2 separate regions of the Zea mays genome follow, and region 1 is linked to region 2. The links are chromatin contacts, called in public Hi-C maps. All regions are on one chromosome and are shown on one strand. The core of a region is the stretch at or near the end of the contact, and the rest is flanking DNA. Distances in the headings are between cores, read along the strand shown.

Region 1 (3,503 bases), core at 427-2,926, 260 kb after region 2:
AAAAGTCTGGAACAGGAAACCGCCAGAGATGGGAAAGAAATTCAAAACTGCTCGTGTGCGTGACATACAACGTGCGCCTGTGGAAACAAAAAAAAGTCGGGAACACCAAAACCTTCTGCGCATGAGGTAGGATTATATTAGCGGCCGCCTCACAAAAAACTATGAAAGGTAATCATTTTAAGAGCAAATTCAACAGATTAATCAAAAAATAATTATATTTACTGATTTAGCTACTCTATATTGATAGACTAGTGCAACGGACTAGATAAATTCAGAACACAAGTGAAGCATACTATTAAATAGAGAGTGGATGTGTAAAAATAGAGAGCTAAGATATTTGAAGAGTTATTTATAAAGTCTACGTGTTTCTTTTAAAAGTAGCCAAATTTATTATTATAAAACGATCTGGCTGGTATCTTAGAGTTGTTCTAATTGGGCTTCTCTACTACTCCTACCTCCTCTCCAGTATTACATGTTTAATAAAGAAAGCAAAGTTGACGTCAGCAACAAACAGGAATCCCCAGGTGCATTAGTCACGATCGTTACCATGCGGAATCGGAAGACATGCGCGCATCTGCGTCTACGTGTCCCTACAGGAACCCAAAGGGAAAAAAACGATAGAAGTCGTACTTGACTCGTGTAAGACGACCTGCATATCTACGTGTCCCTTGGGGAGTCCAAACAAGAAAAAAAAAACGAAGGTTCATATTTTACACTAATGCATTCGCGTAGACACGCGCGTTGGAGTAATTGTTTTAGCATGAGAACAAGTTTGTTTTTAAATTATGCATCCACCACTTTATTACTGTACTACTACTTCACAGATCCTTTTTATATATATAGAAGTGAGTAATGTGCTCTAAATTTAAATATGGGATCTTTTTAGAATCGGGTTATATTTTTATTCATATTTAATTAAAATTATTAAGGGCCAAGAAACCGCCACCATGGATAAGGAGCACTGTAGGAAGAGGTGGCAATAGTGGTTTAATTTAGCATGTAAATCAATATGAATAATCCAAGTAAATTCCAAGGAGAAAATCCGTATCCAAACAAACCAATAACAATCGAAGTGTTTGTATAGCTAAAAAAATAAGATTTTTTCAAAAAATATATGTGGTCGGTAGATCAAATCTAAATCAAATGGTTTTCCTTCTCAACCCATTTTTAAAATCACAACTTCAATTACAACTACAATTTCTTTGTACAATTTTGACCAAGTCAACACCATGACAAGGATGATTTGAAAGAAATCAAATGCTTTCAAAAAAAATGAATTCAAGCTCTGCTGAAATTTAACCCTGTAACTTTTTTCAAACATGTTGTCATTTAACTTTAAAACCTGAAATCTAAACTCCTACTCACCTCCATCGAAAAAGGTTCACAAGAAAAACTGTGCATTCACGGTGCATGAGTGAGAGTAACTTGAGTTGATTTTTTTATGGGAGTTTAGCCTATTAAATTTGATTGTTTTTAGGTTAAAATCTCCTCTCAAAAGTTACATTGGAATACCTGAAGGGAAGAGAAATATAACCCATCTTGCCTCCTAGCCGAATAGGCCTCACTTCGTTCCTCCCTCTCCATTTTCCGTCAGGCTCCTTCAAGATCCCTCAGCCCATCAGCTCTCCCTCGCGGGTCGCGACGCCAGGCCTAGTTTCTCTCTCGCCCCCACAGGGCACAGGCCAACTTCCGTCCTCCCACCCCTCTACCCGCATATCCTAGATGGACAGAAACCTAGCTCGCTTTCTCTGTCTTTCCACTTGGGCCGAAGCCTCTTCTCCACCTCTCTAGCGCAACGGCGTAAGTCTGCTAGGGCTCAGCCCAGCTCGCCGCTGCACTCTAGGGCATATGGTTTTTTGCATTTACGGTGTAAGCATGATACACAAGTTTTAGAAGTTTTTTTGCAACTGTTTGTGTCAAAGTGTTCATAAATAGAACACGTGTCAACTAAGTTTTATAAACATTCAATTATAACTCTCCAATTTACACCATATAGATAAATTTCTTTATTATTTTCATTTAAACGTTGTTACACACATTCATATAGGTATTTATTTATTTTGGAATAGCAAATTTATTTTTTTGGCATGTTTACAATTGTATATCAATTAAATTAGTTATTGCGTACATGTTTATAGAAATTTTAAAAGAATATGTAAATGTGATTAAAAAAACTCCAAAATTTAACATGGACACATATCATTATGATAAAAATATGGCACAAAAGTTTTAGAAGATTTTGCAACTGTTTTTTTGTCAAAGTGCTAACAAGTACAACATATCTCAATTAAGTTTCATAAATATTCAACTACAACTCTTCACTTTAGACTATATAGATAAATTTATTCATTATTTTCATTTAAATTTTGGTACGCACGTTCATATAGGATATTCATTCATTTTGAAATGGCATATTTATTTATCATGCCACATTTACTATTTTATATCAATTTTATTTTACTTGTATATGTACAAATGTGAGTACTTTGATTTGGCTTCTGAAACGTCATTACTTTGATTTGGTAGTTTCAAAATATTATTCATACAATTTTAGTTGATTTCATTATGGGGATCATGGGGAATCTACTTTGATTTAAGTTCACTTTGACTATCCCTATACTTGTACTTAAATTAAATCCACCTCAATTAAATTGTAAGATATATAGTTTGAGTTGAATTGAGTAAATATCCTAATACGAATATAGATTCTAACTATCTATTTTATATTCGCATCCAAGGATATTTGGATCCGTATTTGTATTTGATTAAAATATGATAAATTATGATATTCTAATTCAGATCCGTGTGTATTCAATCCACTTACACCCAACCTGGAGGCTAGAACGTATCTGCCCTCAGAACCGTTGTCGCAAGCCTACACTCCTTGACATTAGCGCACACCTGCTCCCCCTATATGACAGTCACACGTCTCGATGGAAGCACGAACACCCAAGAGGGATGGCCTGGCCTGCTACAGAATCCTCATAGCCACTAGAACAATAGCAGACACAGTCAGTCATGACTCATGGCCAAGCCATAGCTGCCTGTCCTAGTGTTCTTTGACCGGTTGCATCCACCTCCACTTGTCCACAGCCTTGCCCTGGCCGGACAGAGCTACCTCCCATTGTCCACAGCCGGGCGGGCGGTGTTGATTGCAGGCAGCAGCGGAGTCAGCTCAAAATCAAAGCCCGGGCACAGTTATAAACTTATAATGTTTACTTAAGGTCTAAAATCAATTATATACTAATAATTTCAAAAGAACAAGTAACATTATAGTCAACTATATACTAATCAATACTTCAATTCAAATTTAAATCATCAATTCATCAATACGTTGATACTTCAAATCAATTAATCAAACAATGTGCTTCCACAAATTTACTCTACTAGGGCTTCCACTAATTTTATAATAAGACCGAAATGTAAATATTAAGCGGCAGCTGAAACCACAAACCCACAACTAAACCGAAGATGCATGTGTTGATGAAACCTAATGCACCTAG
Region 2 (3,500 bases), core at 674-3,173:
CGGCGCGGCGATGGCGCGCGGCGCGATGAGGGCGTGGCTGCTCGGAGTGGGCGCGGCGTGGGGAGGCGGCTCGGCGTGGCACGGCGAGGGCACGCGGTGCGGTGGCGGGCGCGTGGCACAGTGGCGGGCGCGGAGGGTGCGCGGCGAGGCGGCGGATCGGCGGGCGCGCGTCGATGGCGGGTGAGAGAAGGTAAGACGAGCGAGAGAGAAGGTGCGGTGAGGCTGGGATGGAAGATTAACGGCCTCTATTTTCGTCGGCCTCAGTGAGGCCGACGAAAATATTGTCCCGTTAAACGTTTATTTTCGTCGGCCGGGCTGAGGCCGACGAAAATAAAGGACGTATGTTCGTCGGTCGGGCTGAGGCCGACGAACATAAAGGACGTATTTTTGTCGGCCGGGCTGAGGCCGACGAATATAAACAATATTTTCGTCGGTGCGGAGGCCGACGAAAATAACTTTTGTATTTTCGTCGGCCTCCCGACGAAAATATGGCTTGGCCCACGAAAATAGTGCACATTTTCGTCGGTTACGAGGGCCGACGAAAATAACATTGCATTTTCGTGGGCCGGCCGACGAAAATAGCCCGGCCTACGAAAATTTATGCTTTTCCTGTAGTGTCATTTTAGCTCTTTTGGACATAGTACCTTCAAATTGCATTCAAGTAGACGTGTGCTCATAAGCATAGCAAACAAGTTGGCCCATGTTGGTGTGTTGGACACTTAATCATAAAAACAGGTAGAAATGGATATTTTCCTTTCATGTGCTCACTCTCCGGTTAACCAGGTTTGGCCCAATCGATCGTGTAGTGTTACGGCGATAAACCATGGCCCATGTCGAATCTAAACGGAGGTACACTTCCTACATCCCACTAGTAGAAAAGAGATCTAAGCTGACGGTACGCATGAATTTTCACTGGCGGTTTTAGTTACCACGCGCCAGTGAAAATAACGGGCGGGGCCTATTGAAGAAACCACCAGTGGAAATAGCCTTTTCATTGGTGGTTCCAAAATATCCGCTAGTGGAAATGTCGATTCCTATTGGCTTTTAGCACTTGCGGCACTGAAAAACATAAGTGCAAATAGCTCTAGTATCGTCGTTATAGAGGTTCTGTGTACTAGCGTCCGTGACTGTCACATGACGACACATATAATATTAGATATTTCACAGTTTTGTCGAATACGAATCTGGAACAACATAGAGAAAATACTAGAAATCAAATTAGGATATATCCATTTGACATTCATATTAAAATCGAATACGAATAAAAATATCTATATTAGCATTTTTTAGCAAATATGAATACGAACAATTCGGATTCCGAGACATCCATATCCATATCCTTAGGCTAGCTTGTGCGTGTCGTGGTCCAAGGTTGAGTGATGTGTATAATGCATACGATTTTTGTCTTAAAAATTTCTATATGTGTAAGAGAAGAAGGTTTAAGAAAGAGGTTTGCCATTCGTTTGTATAAAACTGAATTACTTTGATATCTAAATTTAGGTAGATTTAGATTAGATAAGACTGCAGATGTGGATGGGAAGGAAGAATGGATTTAGTAGAGGGGACGTTCTACACGCGTTACACGTTCGTCACATAGAGGGCCCCGCGCAACATCGCTTTGCCAGTTTGGCAGCTGTCAGCTCCGATCCCGGCCTTGTGCTGGCCTGGAGCTGGAGGACGTACGACGAGTCGACGACGACGGTGAGCCGGTGAGGTGAGTAGGTGACCACCGCCCGTGAAATGGATTGCAGACACGCATCCCCTGCGCCCGCTGCACTGCACGTTCGGCACATGCATGCATGCCTGCCAGTGTACATACTTTACAGTTTACATCTATCACGGGTCGTCCTTGTGTGGGGACTGGGGTACGTATGCATGTCGGTACGTGGGAAACTGGGAGTAAACGACTAAAACGTCCTTGCATATGCATGCATGCACTGTGAGTCCGTGGCCAAGCACGGCACGAGGTGGTCGTGGTCCACGCATGCCATGCATGCATTCTCGCTCTTGTATCGCGATTCACGCCCGGTGGGCCCTGCTGGTGATGATTCTATTGAATTATTGATACGTACTGTACAACACTCTACGATCGGCCTAAGTTGTTCTTACTCATCAGGGAGCATATGCATATGCATTTTAATGCAGTAGTTCATTGGCCTCTGGCAACATCGCCCGAGAACTGAGAATAACAACGAGAAATAATTCACGTACGTTTTGCAATAACCGGAAGATAGCATTAACATATATAGGTCAAGATCTTGACCTATATATGTAAAAAGCCTACCGCTTGTGTACGTAGAGCTAGTGAGAGAAAGCCAAGGCCAATAAAGCTAGGAAGGCAACTATACAAATTAATGGACACAAAAGCTGATGGAAGACATGCCGCTTTTTTATCAATCTGGATCGAACAGAAGATGCAATCCTTCTGTTCAACCAGTACCCCTGGGTGCTGCCGTATTCTGCTGGAGTAGTTCATTGGTCTCCAGAGTTTTACACATGATTGCTGGCACCGCCGGATCGCAAATTTGATAGAGCAGGCGTATGCATCGCCCATCCTAGCTACACTGTGAAAAACTACAATATATAATAATCAAGAACAACTCTCTTGTTCTCGTTGGCCTTTGCCGAACATTGCAATAGTTATTTTTAACTATATATAAAAATCTTCGGTCTACTTTCATGAAAGTTCATTTTTCATTTTCCTCTCAAGTCCCGTAGATATAACGGTATTTTTCTTTTCACGTTGTGCAAAATGAACATGAGACCTGAACCAAAGGTCTGACATGCTCTTATCCTGTACGATTCGGTGGTATGGGTTTATTTTTGGAAGGCTTACACAATATATTTTTTTCAAGCAAGCATCTATAGTAGCTAGCTACTGAACCAAGAAAAAAAACGAGTGTAGTTTTTAAGGCAACCGAGTATTGCAACTTTTGGGTAGCATTAAAAAAAATATATAGAAGTAACAAGAAATTAAAACATTATTTTTGTTTACCATGCCATGTATAGCTACCGAAAAGCTCTAATTAACATGTTAGATAATGGCTCCATTTAAACATCAAATCAATTCCTAAGGCCACTAATAAATAGATTCCAAAAGACACTGATACATAAGCTAGGGATACATCACAAGTGGCGAAAACGATCATGTCTATCTATCACATTTGATCTAAACTCATGAAGGATCACATCGTGAGTTACAATGGAGTTTGCTCTAGTATGATTGACGAACTGGCCATGAAGTCAATCAACCTCCTAGAACATTGTAGACCAGATCAACAAGTATGGTCGTTCCTGACTTTTTAGGGCTCCCAGGGCAAAATCCGATATAGAGACCACATACACACAAACATATATATAATTATACATATATTATTGAATATTTGACGTATAAAAATTATTATGCACTATTTTGAAGTTTATAAGATGACAAATGTAAAATATAGCCAAAAACATTTACTTGTTATCTGATATCATTAAAAATATCTTCTAACATTTTG

The links. Hi-C and Micro-C count contacts between places; a contact is called where the count stands out from the background.
Region 1: a contact with region 2 is called in a Hi-C map of ear, with 2.3 times the contacts expected there. The contact joins two enhancer-like sites. A contact is called at or near these places in 3 of 25 Hi-C or Micro-C datasets (ear, tassel and an unstated tissue).

The regions. Positions count from the first base shown.
Region 1 is chr10:60,830,700-60,834,202 of Zm-B73-REFERENCE-NAM-5.0, forward strand. No RefSeq gene overlaps it. Among protein-coding and RNA genes, the nearest start is that of LOC100240697, 63 kb to the right of the region's middle. Within about 2 kb of position 1,677, at least 17 of the 20 cell types and tissues checked have an H3K27ac peak or open chromatin away from gene starts, as enhancers often do. A contact at or near this core is called in ear and tassel, where this site is marked.
Region 2 is chr10:60,567,003-60,570,502 of Zm-B73-REFERENCE-NAM-5.0, forward strand. No RefSeq gene overlaps it. Among protein-coding and RNA genes, the nearest start is that of LOC541657, 38 kb to the left of the region's middle. Within about 2 kb of position 1,924, at least 20 of the 20 cell types and tissues checked have an H3K27ac peak or open chromatin away from gene starts, as enhancers often do. A contact at or near this core is called in ear and tassel, where this site is marked.